Linked DNA regions of Hordeum vulgare: region 1 is linked to region 2. The links are chromatin contacts, called in public Hi-C maps. All regions are on one chromosome and are shown on one strand. Each heading gives the region's core, a stretch centred on a gene start, on an enhancer-like site or on the middle of the called end of the contact. The rest is flanking DNA. Distances are from core to core; before and after follow the strand shown. Region 1 has its middle 100 kb from the start of LOC123430041. Region 2 has its middle 330 kb from the start of LOC123426176.

Region 1 (6,818 bases), core at 3,922-6,421, 260 kb before region 2:
AATAAAACTACCTATCTATACATTTTAAATGAGGTCGAAAACGACATATAGCATCTCCAAACTGACCTCATATTTTAACTTATAATTCTATCCAAATATGAAATAACATGTTTTAATAATTTTTAAACAGCAAAATAAATAGGTTCACGTGAATCTACGTGTCGTTCCAATCAATTTACACATAGAGAACATCTCCAACGGAGCTACGGTTCAAAAGATACGAACACTTCAAGATATGATCGCATGAATACAATATGTGTGCAACGACGGTCGCAAGCATCCCAAACCAAGAAGGCGACAAAAAAATATGAAACTACACTAGATTCTAAGAAAGTTTCATATAGGACGATCAAAACGGAGCAACGGATTAACAAATACAAGCTACACAAGAAATAGACATAAACTACCAAAAACAGCAACATGACATTTTCTACACCCCAAAACAGCAAGCTACATAAATCCAAAATGCTCAAACAAGGCATGAGACAGTAGTGGTCAATATGCACTTCAACACCCTACTAATAACATCTAACATGGAAGCATGGATCACTAGGAAAAGAACTCACTAAATGGCATCTCACACACAGTTTCAGACTTAGAGAAAATATCAATTTTTGACAGTGCAGTTTTTGATCTGAAGGCATATTGACTGTAGAAAATATATATGCTACAGGGCTCCAAATGGCATGAAAATTCACAGCATGATAGCGAATCTTAAGTACTACAACTTACTCGATTGCACCAACCTCAAAAGAGCTACAGGTCACCAGATAAACTCATGGCAAGACATCAACAAAATATAACAGATTTCAGACTTAGAAATATTTCAGCACCTCCAAATCAGCACTATTTTTCTAGCATGTTGACAACAAGCAAACAACACATCATATTATGCACGGGATAAATCCCACAAAATAAACAAAAGGGCATCATGGCAAAATATCACGCGCACTAACTTGCTCAAAAGCTAAAACTAAATGCACAGTTAAATTCTACACCGAAAACATATATAATAAGTGGGGTTCGAAAAATAAAACTATCGACACACGTATATGCGAGAATATGTCCTAAACACGACATAGCAAACTAGCGACGGAACCTACATGCAAAAATGCAAACAACTACTCAAAAATACATGGCAAAGGGTCCCGAACAACTAGAACATTTTATCCATGGGGTTGGAACAATCCGGACACGCATAAAAATAAATACGGGATAATTCCCTATTAGTACAACATGCAAATCTAGGCATACGACGGTTCAAACCACTTCAAACAACCATGCAAGTTGTAAAATCATAATATACGCGAAATTCTACACGGGTTACATATATAATACGTTGCGATCTAATGCATGGTTTATTATCTACGAACGTTTTAATATCTAGCATTTTCTGAAAATTCTAATTCGCACAAAAACCTAAATATACTACTTGGGCCGGAATCGCTAACTAGGCCGAAACAGGGCAGCGGCGCAATTTAATAAAATGTGCCACGGGCGAGTCTTAGCGGAGAAGCGCACCTGAGTGGGTTCGGCCCAAGGAGGAGAGGAGGCTGGCCGGCCTTGGGCTGGCGAAGGAGGTGGGCCGGCGAGGCCTGATGGGCCACGGGGCGAGAGCGACGCTCATGGGCCTGGCGATGCCGAGGCCGGCCCATGCACCAAGGCAGGGCGAGCGAGGCGCTGCCTCGTCTCCGTCGTGCCTCTGCACGAGGCAGAGTACGGCAACGCTGGAGGCGGTTCCAGTGGGGATCCAAGGCGGCGGGACCGGCGAGATCCGGCCAGGGGGGGCTACAGCTCGGTGGCTGACGCGACGGGAGGCGGCCGCGGCGGCGCATCCGGCGACGACGCGGGGTCCAGGGGCTGCGGCTCAGGGCGATCATGGCGAGGCGGAACGAGGTGGTGCGGCGTGGACTGGGGGTTCCGGCGAGGCCTAGCGCGGCGAGGTCCTGGCATGGCGACGTGCTCCAGCGCGGAGCTGCGAGGGACGCTGCGGGAGGAGAGCTCAGGGTGCGGGCTGGTGCTGGTCGCTCCGATGAGGAGGCAGGGAGGCGCAACTTGGGCAGGAGGCGGCGGATCCGGGCCCGACAGACCTCTGATGGGCTCGGACGGGCCCGCGGAGGCTGGGGGAGGAGAGAGCAGGGAGGTTGGCTGCACTAGGGTTAGATGGGGGCGTGGATTTCGAGGAAGAGAGAGGGTTTCCATTAGGGGCAGGTTAGGGGTCCTTAAATAGGGAAGGGGGCTAGGTTAGAGGTTTTTGCGCCCCGGATTCAACCGTGCGATCGGAATCAAACGGTTCCGGTCACGATGTCGGGCTAGGTGGTTGTGTAGAGTAGGCTAGCCTGGGACGAGAGGGAAAACGGTCACCCGACAACGTATTTAAAACACCGAAAAACGACCGACGATAAACCGAATACGGTGCCGCTCCGGACGACCGTTCGAGTACCATACGGACTCCGATTGCGACGAAAATTGGCAGGTGGCCTACCAATATCTACATAAGACCGCACGCCAAGTTTCAATCCAATCAGAGAAAGTTTTATACACACTTTTTAAAACAAGGTTTTGACGATGTCACGGGCGCGTGTGTGTGTGGTCGGGCTCAAAATGGTCAACGACGAACACGAAGAGAACCGACAACTAATAAGGGATGCAGTTTTGAAAACTGTCGGCAATAGAGTGCCGATGCAATGCGGATGATGCGTATGATGCGATGATGACGCGACAAATAAAAATAATCACATGCCGACAATGTAATAAAAGGGGAATCTTCTGGAACGTCGGTCTCGGGCTGTCACACGGTCATTAGTTAATTTTGTAAATGCAAGTAAGCAGGTAATTTATCCGTAATGAAAATTTATAGTCTATCAAAGAATCAGAAAATAAAATGGAACATCGGCGGTAGTCCTCCCAAAAATTCCGAAAGAACATAGGATGGTCCGATCGGGTGTCTGAAGTGACTCCTCAAAAGGATAACCATATAAATCATTCCTTAGTCGGGCTTCTGAGTGACACGACGTAGAGGGTTATACGAAAATAATGAGGGTTGGCACAGTCGGGCGTCTGGAGCGATGTCTTATAAAGGGATCATAAAGAAAATAATAACATGCGTGCCACTGGCCGTCATGTGAGCGATGCTACATAAAGGGCTTATAAGCTAATAATAACATGCGCGCCACAGTCGGGCGTCTGAGTGATGCCACATAAAGAGCTTCTAAGATAATAATAACATGCGTGACATAGTCGGGCGTGTGAGCAATGCTACATAAAGGGCTCATAAGATAATAATAACAATGAGTATCGAGGAGGTGGAACCATCCTGGGATCACTCCAAATTTTATATACAAGAAGAGGTTACTCCATAGCAAAACGTATAATAATTATGATAATCCATCACGATTCATGATTCTCATCATGTTTCAGTTAATTCCTACAAAAACTGACACTTGACCTATCCCACACTGTAGTCCTTCACCGCTGACAAGGCTTTCAAATAAATATTATAATGTGCAGAGGGTGTCCTCTTTACCGACAAATAACAAATTTCTTTAGTCAACGAGAGATGCCAACTAATTCCTATTGTGGTCTTTGAGTTGGAAACGCACCTGGCCCACACACACTAGTTAAACTTCCCAATGCCTGGAATCACGCACGACACTCGTTAAGAAAAACTCTAAGTTGGGAGACCACAATCTCGATTGGCATGGGATCAACATATTTATAACACGCACACACATGGGCGCTACCTCCTCGGTCCAACCGGAACACCCATGCCCCCGACCAAGTGGCATTCCGAACAGATGCCTCCGATATCTTCACCTGTGGCCTCTCTGTATCATGTGTGTGCCATGAAAGGGGTTGACGACTTACTGAACCACACCCTACCTGTGGCAGGGACAAATACTAGGATGAAACAAGTATGGGGTTACAGGAAAAAGACTCTGTCTACGGTCAATTCAGGAGGTTTATGTTTAACCTGCATGGTTAGCACAACAAATTTTCTCCACACTTTATGATAGAGTCACCACTATCATGACTACCCAAGACATAATCTTTCTTCGGATTTCATCCGAGCTAGCACTGGCATGTGTGGTATGAAGAGGTGACTACTATCGCATGCACTTCATGTTTAACAAAATTAAATGTTCACCGTTTGCAATTATGCATGAAAGATCTCCATATGAAAATGTTTATTACCACACTATAGCCATGAAATTTATGCACCACCACAAACAACCACTCAACTAAATCATATTAGTGTTCAATATGCTTTCCTTGAGTATGCAGAAAGGTTGGGGCACTCCAAAAAATTTGAAAGTTTGATCTTCCCTCCATTTCCTATTTTTGAAAATATTCAAATCAACACACAATTCTAAAATAGTACTGAAAAGGTGTTTGGAAAATTTTCAAAGATTAAAATGAACTAGATGAAATTTGAAGAATGCGAGAAAAAGAATCAAATCATTGGGAGTTATATTTTAAAAGTTTGAGGTAGTCAAAGTTGGGTCAAATGTTTATTTAGGAAAAAAAGATTAAAAAGAAGACGCTTTGGCGAGGCATGCACATTTTGATGGAGAAAACGTACTCTGCGAAGTATATTTCTACTTAATAGGATTGGGTGCGGCCGAGCGTGGCGGATCTCTGGTGCTCCTCGCGGGCGAATGGCAGCTCCACACGGGTTGCAGGGCGCGGAAATAGGCTCAGGAGGTCTTGGCAATCCATCCAGTGGTTGTCATGGATGGAGAGGTGGACAGGGTCATTGGTGACGCAGTCTCCAGTGATGGTGGCGACAGCGGGGATGATCTTCTGCCTTCGGTGGCTCGCGGGCTATATTAGGAGGGGAAATTCATTCATGGGTTCGTGGGAGGACTTCTCCTGGAGTCGGTGGATGAGGTGCTGCTCTAATGGCATCGGATTTTACCGAAGGGTGGTAGCGGGTGCCTCGGCTGGAGGCAAGGGGGATGGCAAGATCCTGTCAATTCACTGCTACAGGGAGCTTAACACGGTGGAAGAGAAGGTTATGAAGTGCACTGAGAGCGACGGTCGCGGATAAGCACGGTGGCTCGCCGCCACTATTGTCGGAGGGGCCACGTGGCGGGGTTTGAGATGGTGGAAGGGGTTAGCAGATAAGCCGGGGTTGTTCCAGGGGCAAGCTGGCAAGTGTGGAGACTAAAGTGGTGGCTCTGAGCGTCGCCGGGTAGCTGTCGGCAGCGCTAGTGAGAGGGAAGGGTAACTAGCTTGACTCTGTGAGCAGGGAAACGCCAGGGAGTGCACGGTAGGTGGGGCACGGCGATGCGGCTACAGCGCATGCAATAAGCGAGTTCTGGACACGCACCCAAGGTGCTCGAGCAAATGCCAGAGTGTGCCATGTCAATCCAGTGGAGCTCAGCTTCAGCAGGAGGGTTACCAATGGCATGAGGGGAACCTAGGACATTCTGGTTTGGTCACAGGAGATAGTCCATAATGCAATCTCACGATCATGCCAAATTTAAGCATGCACTCCAGGTGCTTGAAAAAATGCCAGGGCCATCTAGAGAACTTTGTTGGCAACCAAACTTTCCAGAGCAAGGTCTCTTTAGATGATAAAGGTGATGTCAAGGTTAGTTTGGTAAAAACAGAATGTTGTTAGTGCATTTTTTACCAAATTCTTTCCTGGACAGAAACTCTAGGGGTTAGTTACATGGGCATAAACTATTCTAATGGAGCTAAACTCCTGCACCTAAGGGTTTGTGTAACAGCCTGAAACCGACGCTTCAGAAGATTCTCATTTTATTTTGTTATGGTCATATGATTTGTTTGCTCGTTGCATTCATCATTGCATCATGTGCATCATCCGCATTGCGTCGTCACTCCATTGTCGTCATTTTTTAAAACTTGCATCTGTTGTTAGTTGTCGGTTCTCTCCATTGTTGTCATTGACTGTTTCGGGATCAACCACACATGCACGTGCCCACGACATCATTTAATTATTGTTTTAAAAGGTGTGTGTAAAAGTTTCTCGAATTGGGTCAAAAGTTGGTGTGCCGTCTTATTTTAATGTAGGTAGACCGCGTGTCAAAGTACGTCGCATTTGGAGTTCCTTTGGTACCCGAACCATTCAACCTATAGCGGCACTATATATGGTAAAATCGCGGACGTTTTCCGTATTTAAAATCTTGTTGCCGGTCTGCCCGTCCTCCCTCTCATCTTAGGTCAACCAACTTTACACAGCCCATTCTATCCCAACTAAGCATTCCCCATGACCGGAGCCATCCGATAATGATCGAGGGCTAAATAACGGTGTCAAATCCCCTAACCTAGCCCCTTGCTATAAATAGGCAATCCCTTACCTAATTTAGAACCCTAACCCCCATGCTTCGAAATACGCGCCCGAGCCGCCACCTCCCACCACTCGGCCTCCGCGAGCTCTCTCTCCAACCTCCCAGCACCGCCAGGGCTCGCGAAGCCCATCTCGGTCCCCACCTCGAGCTCGAACCGGGCCAAGGTGCTCGCACTTCCGCTTGTACCCCGCGCTCGCTGCAAGCTCGGAGCCATGGCGCGCCGCCTCCGAGTCGTCGCCTCACCATCAAGCCTCGTCATTGGTCCCCATCATCGTCATGAGACATCGCCGCATAATCCGAGCCCCGCCACTCACCGGAGCAAGCTCTGTAGGTGCCCTGCTCCTCCCACATCCGTCGGTTGCCAAGGCCACCCCTTGCCGCTTCCCGGCGCCAGGTTGAAGCCGCCGCCCATCAGAGCCTGGATCTAGCGAGATCTGCTGCCTCCCAACCATCCCCGCTGTTCCTTGCCAGGATCCGCCGTCTACCCCCACCGGATTGTGC
Region 2 (6,135 bases), core at 2,328-4,827:
TGCTTGACATATTAAACTTTAGTTTTATTCTGCATTTGTTCAAGCCTAAACCTTAATTATTTTAAAGCGCCTATTCACCCCCCCCCTCTAGGCGACATCCACGTCCTTTCAGATAACTTGAACATAATCTAATAAAATTGCTAACTGTGTCCGTAACCATGATTGTCCCCTTCGAAGACCTCTCTTCGATTGGGAACACGTTGGGGTTATAATTGACGTAAGTAGGTGTTCAGGATCACTTAGTGATCAGTTAAACATCGATCACTAGTATAGACCACCTTCAATACATATCTACGTAAGTTAGACACCATATATGCATAGGATGCTGCAACATAAATACTCCACCATCCTTACCTAATAACTTGACTAGTTCTGGCGCCGAGGTCATAGATTGCTGAGTCCCCGTGGCTCACAGATTCCTTCACAACACCAACAGGTTCAGGTACCCCCAAGACAGGTGATCCCGACGGCACGCAACTGGCGTGGCAGTACGATGAGGAGAACGACCGCCTGTACATGAACTATCCAGAAGACTGAGGCGTGGTCGTGATCATGGGCAAGCATGCAGGGTAGCATAGTCATTTCTCATGTTTTGTAGTCCGTAGCGAAACTACCTTGTTTGGATGCGTGATGTAACTCTAATATATTTATGAGATGACAGTTGAATCCCTTATTGTCATTCTACTATTATTTTGTATGTGCTATGTTACCATGCTTGCGAAACGCTTAGATGCGCTTCTTTCCAATTCGGGGCCTCGTACCCTAAATCGGAAAGGACCGCATCTTAGTCGTTACATCCCCATAACAACCCCAAGCATGTTAGGAGTGCTCAGTATGGAACATAACATTGGTACACAAGTAACTATGGCGGCAAAGGAGGAACAAAACACCGATCCAAAAGGCCAAGCCTTCCACCATTTACCAAGTATATAGGTGCATTAAATTAAATAGTAATAATATTGTGATATATCAAGGAATCCATGTTGGAACATGGAAGCAACTCCACCTGGAACTAGCCACGCTATAAGAAGGCTGAGCAAGCGGTAACATAGCCAAAGAAAGGTTGTTGGGATGTTTAGGGGTTAGAGGCTTTTCATGGCAATGTTGGGAGGCTTGACATTTAAGTGGTAGGTAACAAGACATAACAATAGAAGCGAGACAACCAGGATAGCAATGATAGTAGTGGTACCCAGGGAAATGATTATCTTGCCTCAGTCCCCGCTTGGAAGAAGAAGGAATCCATGAAGTAGACGAACCAATGTAGTCAAACGAATCCTCACAATACGAAGCGGTTTCGGAACTCTATCGATAAGAAACAATCTGGAAACAAACAATCAACACACCATAAACACCACAACATATGCATGACATGATGCGCAAACCCACATATGCATGTCCATACGATTATGCAAGGCATGACGAGCACAACAATAAATAGTACACACTAAGTGAAGTTCAATATGCAACAAGGTGCATATTGATGAAACTCCACATTTGAATTACTTAGCTCATTCCGTTTAGGTACACACCAATTTTAAATGTATTTAAACATGTCAAGAGGTGAGGCATAAGTAAACTACACAATCTAGACACTTTAAATGAGGTTGGAAACAACTTATAGTATTTTCAAAGCAACCCCATATGTTAATTTCGAAATTTGTCCAGATGTGAATTAAACATATTTTATATTTATTAAACAGGAAAATAAATTACACCATGTGATTCTACACGTCATTCTAGTTGATTTACATATATTGATCATCTAAAGCGGAGTTACGGTCTAAAAGATCTCACCAACACAAGATAATATGCCATGAATGCAAAATGTATGCAAATGGCACCCTCAACATTTTAAACCATGGATGCAACAAGATATTATGAAACCACATTAAATTATAAGCAAGTTTCATATATGGCATGTTCAAAACGGAGCAATGGTTCCACAAATACAACTAATACGGCAACATGGCATTTTAGGTACACCAAAACAGCCACCTACATGATTCTAAAATGCAGAAATAGGATATGGGGTAGTAGTTGACAAGATGCACAACAATCATCTCCTAACCTTAAATTGAATAGAAGCATGGATCACTAGGAAATGAACTCGCTAAATGGCTACTTGAACACAATTTCAGGCTTAGTGAAAATAACACTTTTAACAGAGCAGTTTTTATCATGAGGGTGTATTGACAGCAATAAAAACACATGCTACATGTCATATAATGGCATGAAAATTTACGACATGGTAGTAGTCATGATTCACTTAATTTCATTCCATCCTAGCAAGGTCTAATTATGCACACAACCATAGCTACCATCAACACAACATGGCATTGTGAAATAATCACATTCTAAGACTTATAATTATTTTGACCCTACAAACAGCAACATTTTTATGGCATGTTGGCAGCAAGAAAATAACATCTAAACAAAAATACCATGGGCTAGTACACATAACAAAGGGCACATCTCATATTCAACAAAAAATTCATATGATGCATGGATTAAATCACACAAAAATAACAAAAGGGCATCAGAGTGAAAATAGCATGCACACAAACTTGCTCAAATGACAAAATTAATTGCAGAAATGGAATCTATGGATTTTTCTACCCCTAAATCTATATAACAAGTGGGTATTTACTTTCAAAAAAATGACACAATAATTATACAAGAATATAGCATTTACACAAATTACGTGAAAACAGTAAGTTAAACATTTTCATCATGCATGAAAGTGGGATATTGATAATCTACACAAAATTCTAAACATTTTACATATTAAGTTTGTTTAATTCCGAAGCATTATTATTTCATTATTGGTATTTTGAAATCATGCATTTTTCTGAAAATCTAAAATGACATGGGTAATTGGCAAAATTCGCACGGAGCAGGAAAAACATGTTGGGCCGAATCTGTCTAATGGTCTAATCAGCAGATCGAGCATGACATAACTACATTACACACGTGGAAAGGGATAGATGGGGGAGCTCGCCCTAGTCCTGGGCCTTGGCTTTGGACGATGTCGGGCAGGCCAGCGGTTGTTGGCCACGGATTCGCTGGGCTGGGCAGGTCGATGGAGCTGGGTGACCCAAGCACGGGCGCGCTGGCGAAGCCATCCTGCTCCTCCCGATCGAGGCGAACTGACAAGGCAGCAACGAGGATGGTCCCGATCCAGTGAGGGTACTGCGGAAATAGGGGGTCGAGTCCGGCATGGCTAGATCTGGCGAACTCCATGGTCGGAGGCGAACTCCATGGCCGGAGGCGAACTCCAAGGCGGCGGCGCTGCAGTATAGGGTGAGGTCGAGCTCGAAGGCGGCGGGGCTGAGCTCCGATCTGGGACGCCAGGCGGCAAGGAGGTGCAGTGGCGTGGTGCTCCGGCGCGACAACGCGCGTGGCGCTCCATGGAGCTTCGGTCGATGGCACGGCGCCGCGAGCTGGTGGCTCAGGCTGGCGACGATGCGGTGCCCGGGGCGGGGCGCCGGCAGGAGGCAGCCACACAGGAGTTCCTTGGTGGGGCTCGGGGCACACGGCTAGCAGGCACGGTTGTGGTTGGTTCGGGCCCGGACAGGCCCCGAATGGGCTCGTAGGGCCCTGCGTGCTCGAGGAGAGAGGAGGCACTAGGTGGTGGCTAGGGATGGTGGGGCGCAGAAATTGAGATGGGCACTAGGGTTAGCCATTTAGGCAATGTAGGGATGCTTAAATAGGAAAGGAGGTTGGTTTGGGATTTTTGCACCGATTTCGACCATACGATAGCAATCGGACAGACGGATCGGGAGGGGTTAGTGGGTTGTGAGCTATGTAGAGTCACCATGGGCTAAGAGAAGAGAGGGAATTGAATAGCCCGTGATAGATTTTTTTAAATACCGAAACGTCTGCGGTTTTACCGATTATAGTGCCACTATATGTTTAAAGGTTCGGGTATCAAATGACCTCCTAAAGCGATGAAATTTGGCAAGTCGTCTACTTACATTAAAATAAGACCGCACACCAACTTTTGACCCATTCCAAGAAATTTTTATACGCACTTTTAGAAACAATATTTTGATGATGTCACGGATGCGTGCGTGTGTGGTTGGTCTCAAAACAGTCGACGACAAGAATGGAGAGAAGCGGCAACTAATAACGGATGAAAGTTCTTGAAAAATGACAACAAATGGGGTGACAATGCAATGCAGATGATGTGCATGATGAGATGATGAATGCGACAACCAAATAAAACACGCAATGTTAACGAAATAAAAAGGGAATCTTCTCGACCATCGGTTCCAGGCTGTTACAACTCACCTTCACTAACAAGAGATCTCGCCCCGAGATCTTAGAATGAAAAGAGGAAGGGGAAGAAGAAAGGAAGAGGTAAAAATTAGTTGCTGCTTTGACAAACGAGTGAAACCAACAAAACTTAGAGGTTGCAAAGAGAAGAGAAATGGCATGAGGAACAAGCAAGAATTCAAAAGAAATTTGGGCAGCACTCCGGTAGGAAATACATGCAAAACTTGACAAAGATGGAAAGAACTTGAAAAGAAGACACAACACTTGAGTTAAATGGACAAGCAAGGGTAGAACATGATCTTAACAAAAAGAGATGATGAATCGAAGAGAGAAACCACCGGCACAAAAGAATGAACAAAAGAATCAAGGTCGAAAGAATAAGATAATGACATTCGAAGATTTGGATGAAGCTTTGTGAAGAGATACTTGAGAAACTTGAAACTCCGTTAAAGAAGAGATGAACAACTTAGATCCAAGGATTTGATATCATGAACAACTCCGAAAACAATTGAAATAACCTCAAGGAAACAAGAATAAGAATTTTTTTATGTGTATCCTTCATCAAGTTAAACTGATGACAAACAATGGATTTGGCATACCACTTATTCCTCTTGCAAGGATCTGGAATGAATGAGGATATACAAATGAATGGAGATACATGAGAACGAAGAGATCATGATCCGTCTAGCAGAAAACATGAACAAAGTGCCAGAATATTTGAGATATGAACGAAGTGACAACAATTGAGAAGAATTTGCAAACGAAGCTGAAAGCTGAGAACAAAGGAATCTTCTAAAATGATGACCTCCGGAGGATCGAGAAACAAAAACAACTTTTCAATGCACCGGATAGATATGGAAGGAATTTGTCATGATTGTCAACAATTTGAGAGAGAGAGCACGAAGCTAAGATGACATCTTCAAAAGAATGGACAAGATCTAAGAGAAAGACTTCTTCGGTCTTCAATACTGAAAAAGATGACTAGAAAAAAACATCATGAATTACCGAGACATGCCGAAATAATGAATAAAGAACAATTGAGCCAATGATGGAAATAATTCATATCGATCTTGAAGAATGTATATGACTGATGGAGTTCATTCTTACATCACATTCAAAAAAACTTGAGATCACCGAAATGATTAGAAGAGTCACGTAAGATCCTGGGAAAACCTGTGGGTTATGGGGACACTAAAGAGAAATATTGTTGAATGGATTGATTAGGAAAAGAGAGGTTTCATTGGTACAAATTTAAAACTTGATGACGTTGAGAGCCCCTAAATAATTTCAAAGGATTTCAATGGAAACACGAATCTTTTGCGACGTCTTCAGCACTCTGGATAGAATAAAGAGAGATGAATAAACAAGAGAGGCTTGACGAAGAATGTCCAACACAAGAATCATTTAAAGGACGAAATGGATATGATGAACACCGAAAGCTGGAATTGAATCTACTCGGAAGAAAACAAGAATGAAGAATCATGAACTTAACACCTGAGCATCTTCACATGAATCACCAAATATAATACGGAAGAAAAAATAACAAAACATCAATGAAAAGAAATGCACCTGGATTATAATTAAATCATTGAAGAAAAGGGCGGGAGGGCGGGGAAAACAAACACAACTTGGGACATATGAGATGAACTCCAGAAAGAAATACGAAGATCGGTCTTGCAAATATTGAAAATGGTTGAATTGACATGAAGAGAAGCACTCTAGTTGAAAATAATTCATGAAAACTCCGGTTGGTCCAACAGATTAGCGTTCCCATAAAAACATGACAAGACCACGTAGGAAAAATATGAAATCATCACTTGACATCGAAGCAACTCGAATTACCATACTCCAACAAAATGA

The links. A called contact is a pair of places that touch in the nucleus more often than the background predicts.
Region 1: a contact with region 2 is called in a Hi-C map of leaf, with 4 times the contacts expected there. The contact joins two enhancer-like sites. A contact is called at or near these places in 2 of 6 Hi-C or Micro-C datasets (leaf and seedling).

Annotation. Positions count from the first base shown.
Region 1 is chr2H:322,051,579-322,058,396 of MorexV3_pseudomolecules_assembly, reverse strand. No RefSeq gene overlaps it. Among protein-coding and RNA genes, the nearest start is that of LOC123430041, 100 kb to the left of the region's middle. Within about 2 kb of position 5,171, at least 3 of the 3 cell types and tissues checked have open chromatin away from gene starts, as enhancers often do. A contact at or near this core is called in leaf and seedling, where this site is marked.
Region 2 is chr2H:321,791,328-321,797,462 of MorexV3_pseudomolecules_assembly, reverse strand. No RefSeq gene overlaps it. Among protein-coding and RNA genes, the nearest start is that of LOC123426176, 330 kb to the right of the region's middle. Within about 2 kb of position 3,577, at least 3 of the 3 cell types and tissues checked have open chromatin away from gene starts, as enhancers often do. A contact at or near this core is called in leaf and seedling, where this site is marked.